2 separate regions of the Mus musculus genome follow, and region 1 is linked to region 2. The links are chromatin contacts, called in public HiChIP or PLAC-seq maps. All regions are on one chromosome and are shown on one strand. Each heading gives the region's core, a stretch centred on a gene start, on an enhancer-like site or on the middle of the called end of the contact. The rest is flanking DNA. Distances are from core to core; before and after follow the strand shown. Region 1 has its middle 100 kb from the start of Gm41335. Region 2 has its middle 17 kb from the start of Gm22521.

Region 1 (4,762 bases), core at 810-3,309, 440 kb before region 2:
ATCACATGTCATGGAGTCATCATGTGAGAGCTTGGATCAGAGAGGATGAGTGATCTAGAAAGGAGTAGGACCAATTTCAGGGGAGAGGGCTAGCACTCATCAGTGGTAATGCCTGAAGTGGAGGATCAGTGGGCAACTACTATGTTACTTCTCCATTCCCACTTTCCATTATTTAAAGGTGCCACCCAATGGCCAACTCCACTTGCAAACTTACTGGTAAGAGTACCACACTGTAGGACATAGTGTCACAGAATACAAGAAGTAGAAGGTCAGTTTAAGAACAGCATGCAAATGAAGTCACCTGCCCACTGAACAACTGCGCCCTCTCCTTCGTCAAATCTTAAAATTCTTTAACCTTCATTAACTCACTTTTAAAGAAAGTATTTAAATTCTTTACTGGGCATAAAATTTGAGCAGTTGAGGAATACGTTGGGAAAAAAAGAATGTTCCAAGAGTTTCAAATGTTAGATGAAAGTAACTCCATTCCTAGGCAAACAGAAATTCATAAATATGCATGGAGACTTAGATGCAAAAAATGTGTATCTTGTTTATGCTATTGAAAGTTGGAAGAAACTGAAAGTAAAGGTAATACACCCAGTATTTGGGTGTTTTAAAATAGGTGATTTCTGCTCCCAAGGCTACTGTATTCACTCAAGGCAGAATACAAAGGATCATAAGAATAGAATGGAGTGCTATAGAGATGGCGGGAGGAGCAAGGACAGTCAATGAAGGCCTCTATTCAAGCAACAAATGCAATGCAAAGAATACAGAAATGCTGGGAGACAATTTTCACATTTATATCTAAATGTAAAATTTCAAGAAGAAATTTCTTCTTGACGGAAAAGGGTAATAAATTCATTTGTTCTCAGAATCACTCAGAGAAACACTGTGTTTGGGAGGCAGGCTGCTGAAGTACAGACTATCCAGCGATGACGTCAGGGTGATTAGAACCTGCCAGTGTAATTAGAACCTAAGTGACCTGCAGTTCCTTCCAATTCTAGTTCTGCTTCTGACAGTGAATGCCCTTGATAGTGCCCTCGTGCCAGTTTGGGGTATGTATAACCAGAACCAGCTTCCATGCACTGGCACTGAGTACTTCACAAACAGATGAGTAGCATTTCTCTCCTAGGATGAGAGACTCTGGGGAACTCACTCCCTGGCCTGGCTAGTTTGTGGTCTTGGTGTTCACTGTGTCCCCAGCTACAGCATCTTCAGTTTCCACCTCGCTGGAATCCTGCTTCAGACTTGCTCTAAAAAATGAAAGATGCCTACTTGTGTATTAAAATCCTCCTCTTCCTACCCAGAAGTGTGCCTGCCATAAGTTTGATCTCCTGGAGTCTAAATCATCATCCTCTAGGCAGGTCAGAACAAAGTTAGAAATACGACCTCACTCTTTTGTAGCTCTTTGATCTTTTGAAGTTACCAAAAATTTCCCAGTTAATCAAAAAGACTAGAAACACCTGAAGTGCTTAGCACAGGCTTAATTTTATAGTATGTATTTAATAAACTATTCTTACTACTTGTTTTCTCAAACACTTTGAGTAAAAGTAGTACTAGTTATTCTCCCAATGAAAGCTCTCATCTCCCGAACCTGCGGTCCCTCTTTCACATTTTGGCTCATGCTGTTTAGTCCTCCTGGAGTGTTCTCTCTCTCTCTCTCTCTCTCTCTCTCTCTCTCTCTCTCTCTCTCTCTCTCTCTCTCTCTCTCTCTCTCTCTCTCTCTCTCTCTCTCTTAATATGACCTTCAGTTATGGCTTTCTCCATAAACACTTAACCTAGATAACCAAAATAGAAAAGAGCTTTTAAAAGAAACCCACCGATGCTTTTTTTTTCTGTCTGATAAAAACACAGATTCCTTTCAGTTTTGAATTGGATATTTTAAGTTTGTGTTTCTTCATCCTCCATTTTCAATAGCATACTTATCTCTCACCCTAGGTCTGAACCCAAAACAATGTTCATATGTGAGAACAATAGACCTGCAATTAGACAGACACACCTGTGTTTGAATTCCAGCACACTATGAGTGATTGAGACAGTTTGGCTCCATGCCATAGAGATGTACATTCTTTCTTGGCAGGCTGGGACCATTAGTAAAATGGAGAGTGATAGACAAAGGAAGAGCTATGTCTGTGCAAGCCTGGGCTGCAGTGTTTGCAAATCCATCTCCCTTTCTTGCTAAGCAAGCATTGAGCTTCCTGCTTCTGGTTTGGATCTGAGTGGAAGTTCCCAAATTCCAACAGGAAGGCCATACTTGTGGTCTCCCTCCCTCACTGAAACCTGAAGCAATGGAATTTCATGTGGGTGGCGTTTTCTCAAGAGATTTCCAGCTGCAATCCCAGAGCAGAGGTAAGCCACTAGATAGTTATTAGACCTAAGGCAATTCTGTCTCTTTGCTTTTCTAAGATTCCAATACTAACTTGCCAAGTATGGGCTAAATAACTGTCAAGAGTTCCTGCGGGGAGCTGTATGACTTTTAAATACAGAATAGTATCTCATTGACTTAGGTTGCCTTGGTAGATTTGCACATATAAGCGTGACAAGAAATAGCATCCATCCATTCATTTACTCACTAATTTATTTTCTAAGCTTGAGTCCCTTTGACATGTCTATCATTGTCTTCAATTTACAAAGTGGCTTTGGTGAAATGTTAGTAACACAGGAGAAACTTTAGCATATATGATCTTTGTTATTTTTCACAACACTCTACTAAGGACTGAATTACCTTATTTTCGAGTTCATACATGGAAACTTCTAGAAGTTTTGCTGGTTTTACAGGAATCCCAGTTAAGGTATCTGAGAGACAAGGAATGACTCCTTTGCTACAGATGAAATGCCTATCATCTTGATGGTTTCCACTACAAGTCATGCCACTTTGACCATTCCCATTCTTTTTCTTCGAAAGCCATGTTTCCATTTGTATATGCCCAGCAGTGTCACTGAACCACAGTATATATAGGACTCATGCTGGAATATACATTACATGAGAAAGATTTTCCCCTATGCCATTTTTTAAAAATTCAGATTACAAGAAGTTACTGTGTCCTGGAGATGTCTACCATCTCTCCCACTCTATGTCTCTTTCGAAAGTGCAAAGTTATCACTTTAGAGCATCTGAGTCTCTTCTTGAAACTGAGTGAGGCCTTGTGACTTTGTAGATGAGTGATATTTCATAGAATCTTCTACACCAATAAAAATGTCATGTCTACAATGCTAAGACTGTAGCCATTGGTTATGCTGGACACTAAGACACGGCTAGGATGATTATATGGATAGGTTTTAATATCACTTCATTTTAATTACATTCTAATGACCTCATTATGTAGTAGAAACTATATGTGACAATTCAGGCCTAGGCTAACAGATTCAACCCAGTTGCTACTATGTGATCTCAGAAGCCAGACGATTGAAATGTGTATACCCTGTACTAATTTCTTGGCTCATAGCTGTCATACTGTTGGAGATCACTACAGAGAAACTGCTCATGGGTGATAATAAGTAACAGGTCACCAGCTATGTGAAGAATCATCTTGAAAGCAGAGTCTGAAGCTCTTGGGCAAGTTATTCTCTGTGGTTCAGGAATACAAATACACTTTCCCTACGACCCTGCCCCCTCCCCACCTGATTACAGAATCATACGTGAAATAAATATCTTGGAATTTCTAGTAGCAAGCATATGATCTTAAGCTGTGTATCGAGATAGACTCCATCTTTCTAGATGTACTTTCCTGTTCATTTCACTTCCAAAATATGCTGCCTCTCATTTCTACCAAAACAACTACCACACAGGCGAGGAGAAGCTTTAAACTCTGGTAAAGTATTACTAATTCATAGAGAGTGGTCTAAAAGCATCAATGCCCTTTTCTCTTGTTTCACCTGTGGTGAAGTCATAGTTTTTTCTAAACTGGAAAATTTTTGTATTCACCCAGAGTGCGTTTGAGACATACCTAAATTAAAGGAAAATGACTTTGCCTCAGGTGATACATAGTATCCAGAGTTGAATATAACATAAAACTATGAAGAATAGATATGAAGATACAGAGTGTCAGTAGTGGCTATGGATTGTCAAATATATAATCTATTATATGCTTATTCTATTAACTCTTTGGGTTGCTATAGGATTGGATACAGGGGTGCAAATATGCCTCAATGGGTAAAGTGGTTAGTGAATTTTAAGTCCTAGATCTGACCCACAGCAGCCCTGAAAAGGCTTAGCTCTAATGCAGCAATTCTCAACCTGTGAATCATGACCCCTCTGGGGATTGCATATATGATATCATGCATATCAGATATTTACATTGAAATCCTTAACTAGAAAAATTACAATCATGAAATAGCAATGAAATAATTTTATGGTTGGGGGTCAACAGGAGGAACTGTGTGAAAGGGTCACAGCATTAGGAAAGCTGAGAACTACTGCTTTAACCCCACAGTAGGGTATGGGAGACGGATGGATCCATGAGGCTTGCTGGTAGTTGTCAATCGAACCACAGCAGTGAACTTCAGCTTCAGTGAGAGGTGTCTTAAAATGTATGATGTACTGTATCTTGGGTATCCTGTATATCCTGCACTTTTTTTTTTTTTGGCTAATATCCACTTATTAGTGAGGACAAACCATGCACGTCCTTTTGGGTCTGAGTTATCTCAGGAAGATATTTCCTAGTTCCATCCATTTGCCTGCAAAACTCAGGATGTCCTTGTTCTTAATAGCTGAGTAGTATTCCATTGTGTAAATGAACTTTGTTTTCTGTATCCATTCTTTTGT
Region 2 (4,481 bases), core at 1,247-3,746:
TTTCTTACTCAATTGTTCCAACTTTTATGTTTTAAAATAATTTGGTACTCAAAAATCTTTAGAGGAATTATATATTTTTAAAAACCCTATATGCTGTTAATCCAGACTACCACTTCTCAAATTTTTTTTATTTTTCTTCAGACAGAATTTGAACTCAGAATTATCCTCCCTTAGCTTCTCAGTTACTAAAGTACTTGTGTGCTCTACTGTGACAGTCTCCTTCTTCTTCCTCCTCCTCCTCTTCCTTGTCATCTTCCTCCTCCTCTCCCTTCTCTCTCTCCTCTCCCTCCTCCTCCTCCTCACCCTCCTCTTCCCCTACCCTTCTCTCCCTCCTTCTCCTCCCTTCTCTCTCTCTCCCTCCCCCTCTCCCTCCCCTCTTTCCCTACCCGTCACCCTCCCCCTTCCTCTCTCTCTTTCTCCTTTTGTTTCCCTCCCCCTTTTCTCCCTTTCTATATTTCTTTTTCTCCCTTTGTCTCCCACCCCTCTCTCCCTTTCTCCTCTTTGCCTCTCTCCCTCTTTTCTGCCCTTACCTCCCTCATGAAAGAGGTAATAGTAAGCTGCCAAATATTACACAAGCATTTCCTAAGAACAAGAACACTGACTTTGTAACAGTGAAAGGCATTCATTTCCATGTCATTGGACATTTAAGAAAAACATTACATTTGACAACAACACAGCATTTGTAATTGGCTAACAGATTATATTTTGATTTCACCAACTCTCCCAATAAATATCTCCCTGTCTCTTTCTTTCAACAGGTTTCTCTGTGTTCCCTTGGTTGCCTAGAACTCACTATGTAGACTAGGCTGTCCTGGACTTCACAGAGATCTACCTGTTTCTGCTTCCCAAATTCGAGGATTTAGAGGCATAAGATAGCTACATGTCTGGCTATTAATAAGTTGTAATAACAGTTATTCCTGGTCTAGGATCTAAGTTAAGACCACATATTATATTGTGATGCTGTGTGCTGTGTCTCTTCTTGTTCTTACTTGGGAATGGTCCCTAGTCCCTCCTGTTTTTTTTTTTGTTTGTTTGTTTGTTTGTTTGTTTTTTCCTCTCACTGGCTGTGAGTGTGTGTGTGTGAGTGATACATATGTGGGCACATGTGATTGCCCACATATGCAAATGTAGAGGAGAGGTTGGGGGTAGACTGTCAGTGTCATCCTCTAATTTCTCTCCAAATTTTTATTTAATTAGCGTTTCAATGAACCTGGAGCCCAGAGTTGCAGCTGGAAATTCAGCTGTCTTTGCTTTCCAGTGCTGCAGTAACAGATAATCATGGCGGCTCCCAGCTTTAGATATGGGCACTAATGATCGGATCACAGGTCTATATGCTTTCTCAGGCTGCCCTTTACTCACTGAGTCATTTTCCCAGACCAATACTAACACTTTTAGAGATTACTCAGCACTCATTTTTGTATACAGCTTTAGAGGTTGACTCCTAAGCCTCATATATTTTAGCAATTAGATTTCATTTACACATCTTGGCCATAAGCATTCCCAAGTAATGTCAGCACATCTCATTAGGAATCACCTGTTATCAGTTCATTCCAACTTCAGCATTGTTTTCTAACAGATAATTTAATGAACACAATCAGAGAAAAAGGGACTTTGCACTGATGAAGTCTGACACCACACTTTATCCAATTACTCAAAGTTAGCATTACTAAAAGCTGAGGTTTTTTTTTTTTTTTTTAGATATTATTTAAAAGTAGTTCAGTTATTTTAACAACTTATTTGCCACCCATGAAAAATAACACATTATGAGAAAATGCATGAGAAAAGTGACTTTCATGTTTGTAGGAATAAATATTTATTTGACACTCAGAGCGTAATGCAGAAAATAAATTTTGTTGATGTTCAATTAACTCTGACTCCTTACTAATAAATGTCTCGCTATCAACACTTGCATATTCCTAAGGCCTGTGTGCAGATGAAAAAGCAAGACTAGCTGGAGAGACGGCTTAGTGGTTAAGAGCACTGACTGCTCTTCCAGAGGTCCTGAGCTCAATTCCTAGCAACCACGTGGAGGCTCACAACCATCTGTAATGGGTTCTGATGTCCTCTTCTGGTGTGGTCTGACAGTGTACTCACATATATAAAATAAATAAATCTTAAAAAAAAAAAACACAAGTAAGCTGACCAAGATAAATAGATTCTAATTCCATGTTCAATACCAGTTCTCTTCTGTCTTTGCCTATTTATTCAGAAACAATGGCAACATGGTCATACATATTGGAAAATCATTGAATGAAATGATGATGAAAGTCATAGACTAATTCTATTGTTAACACATTATTAAAATAGTAATTCAGAGACAAAATATATACAATTCCCTGGGATTAGAAAATTGAAGTGAAGACTAAGGTCCACGATAAAAAAAAAAATTCATTTTTGCTTTGCATAGTCACAGACTTCTAATGAGTCACATAGGCTGATGACCTGGATGCAAGTATTTTTTTAGAGCCTAGCCCCAGCTTGCAAGCTCTAACACCATTTTTCAGAGAAAGCAGGAAGTTGTATTTCTCTGTAGCTATGAACATAAAAGCAACTGCTATATATAGTACTTTAAGAGAAGCCTCCACAAGCGAGTCAAACTTCCTTTTCTTAATAATTTTGAAGTTCTAGATAACCTTTCTTTTTGGCGGGAATCTCATTAAGCAAGTTTTCATAGTAGATGGGAGGAAATGGAGGTCAGGGTGACATATATAAAGCACTTTCCACAAGGAAGATGTCATGTGGAGCCAGACAAGCAGAGGGAGACTGCAAAGCCATTTACCCATTTTACTTGAGCTGGGTAAATGCGATTCTCTTTCTTTCATATTTGGTCTTCAGTGCAACTCACCTGCATGTGTGAAGCTAGAGAGTAGGAAAAGATGTTTTGTAGTTTGCAATATTGTCTATTAATGGAAGTCGCTAACTGATATTTTAGTTGACACCCAATTAGAGAGAATATGGATGGGTTGAAAAACACCTTTCAAGGAGACTAAGCCATGAACACGGACAAACTATTGGAGTCTGGGGTGGGGTAGGGGAATGATTTGCAACGCCTAATAGAAGTCATTAACAGAGTATGTAATCTTTTACCTCTTTGCCCTTCTGAGAGGACATTTCCCCTCATTTTCCTTCTTGTCTTTCCTCACTTCTCCATGAGGTAGTGGAGATCTTTGGAGTAGAGCTCAGCATCTCCTTTCACACACAGGGCAGACAACAGATAGGGACTTAGACTCTGCAGTCAAGCACACTTAGATTTGAACACATGTCCTCCTTTTGAAAATGTGTGTGATCTGAGGCAAACAAGTGTCCTATTTCTTTATCTGCAAAACTGAAACAGGATAACGGTCTCACAGAAATGCATACAAAATTCTTAGACATAGGAAGCTCTGAGAATGCCTCCAATGCCTGTTATTCTTACTGACTTTATCTACACTGTGGTGGCTATCATTATCGTCTCCAACACCACGGTCTTCTTTAATCATTTTTGAAGAGTAAAACAGGAAGTTCATGGGTTTGAAGATTTTAATATCTTACTAAATTGTCACTTCGTCACTTTTTATATGTTTAGAAGTATATCTTGATCCATTTCCTTAAAGGAATTTGCTTTAAAAAATTTTATCAAGAGACTTATTTGATAGAGATTTTTTTTAATCAAGAGAGGATGTGAATTTGCATGAAGGAAGTACTAACAGGAATGTCTGTGCATCCCTACCTCAACACCTGGGCCAGCTGGGCCAGCTGGACCCAGGTAATGGCCTAAAGCAAACTAGTTAGGGAATCCCCTAACTAGGGATTGCCACCTGTGGCTTTTGGCAATATACTGATTAGTTTCTGCTTGCTATAGGGCAACTATGCAGTGTTAAGCACTGTGCCTTCCTTATTCCTAAGAATATAGATACCATTTTCATAATACTCTCTAAGCCCTAGGTTACTCTATCTAGACCATAGATGCCTCTAGAATAGGCTTTGCTGATCTGTGTGTTTTTAGGTCCAAGTGCATTGCCTTGCCTGGTGTCTAGAAGAAAGAATTACCGGAATGATGATCTGACAACTCTTACCTTATCTTTTCTCAGTCTCATTTTTCTGTTCCTCTTTTATCACAGAAGAGTCAAATACACTGGAATAGAGTCACCAATGTAAATAAACTCTCCTAAAATGTGCATGCAAACACACACACACACACACACACACACACACACACACACACACACATTCAACCAGCAAAGATAATCTGTTCAAGAGGTAGTGGGATAATATGATTGTTATTATGTTTACAATCTCTCCTCAAAGGAGCATGTAATAGCAATAAGAGCAATAAGATTCAGATGGACTTTAGGTCCTCAGCCCTAATATGGTCTTTCTAGTCAAGGGCTTGCAACTCTTTCTCGGTGTTCTTGATCTGGGGAAGCCCCAGGCAGGTGATTTACCACAGAGAACTACCCTGTTTCCACAAGAAGGATTGCTTGCATTCTTCTCTCAAGCCT

Evidence for each region. HiChIP or PLAC-seq counts read pairs in DNA pulled down with a chosen protein or histone mark.
Region 1: an H3K4me3 HiChIP or PLAC-seq map of the SCID.adh cell line shows a contact between it and region 2, with 4 times the contacts expected there. The contact joins two enhancer-like sites. A contact is called at or near these places in 4 of 115 datasets of contacts at active chromatin or transcription factors (CD8 T cells, the SCID.adh cell line, T-cell acute lymphoblastic leukemia and 1 more).

Annotation. Positions count from the first base shown.
Region 1 is chr15:63,250,473-63,255,234 of GRCm38.p6, reverse strand. No RefSeq gene overlaps it. Among named protein-coding and RNA genes, the nearest start is that of Gm41335, 100 kb to the left of the region's middle. Within about 2 kb of position 2,059, at least 5 of the 459 cell types and tissues checked have an H3K27ac peak or open chromatin away from gene starts, as enhancers often do. A contact at or near this core is called in the SCID.adh cell line, where this site is marked.
Region 2 is chr15:62,807,551-62,812,031 of GRCm38.p6, reverse strand. No RefSeq gene overlaps it. Among named protein-coding and RNA genes, the nearest start is that of Gm22521, 17 kb to the right of the region's middle. Within about 2 kb of position 2,496, at least 30 of the 459 cell types and tissues checked have an H3K27ac peak or open chromatin away from gene starts, as enhancers often do. A contact at or near this core is called in the SCID.adh cell line, where this site is marked.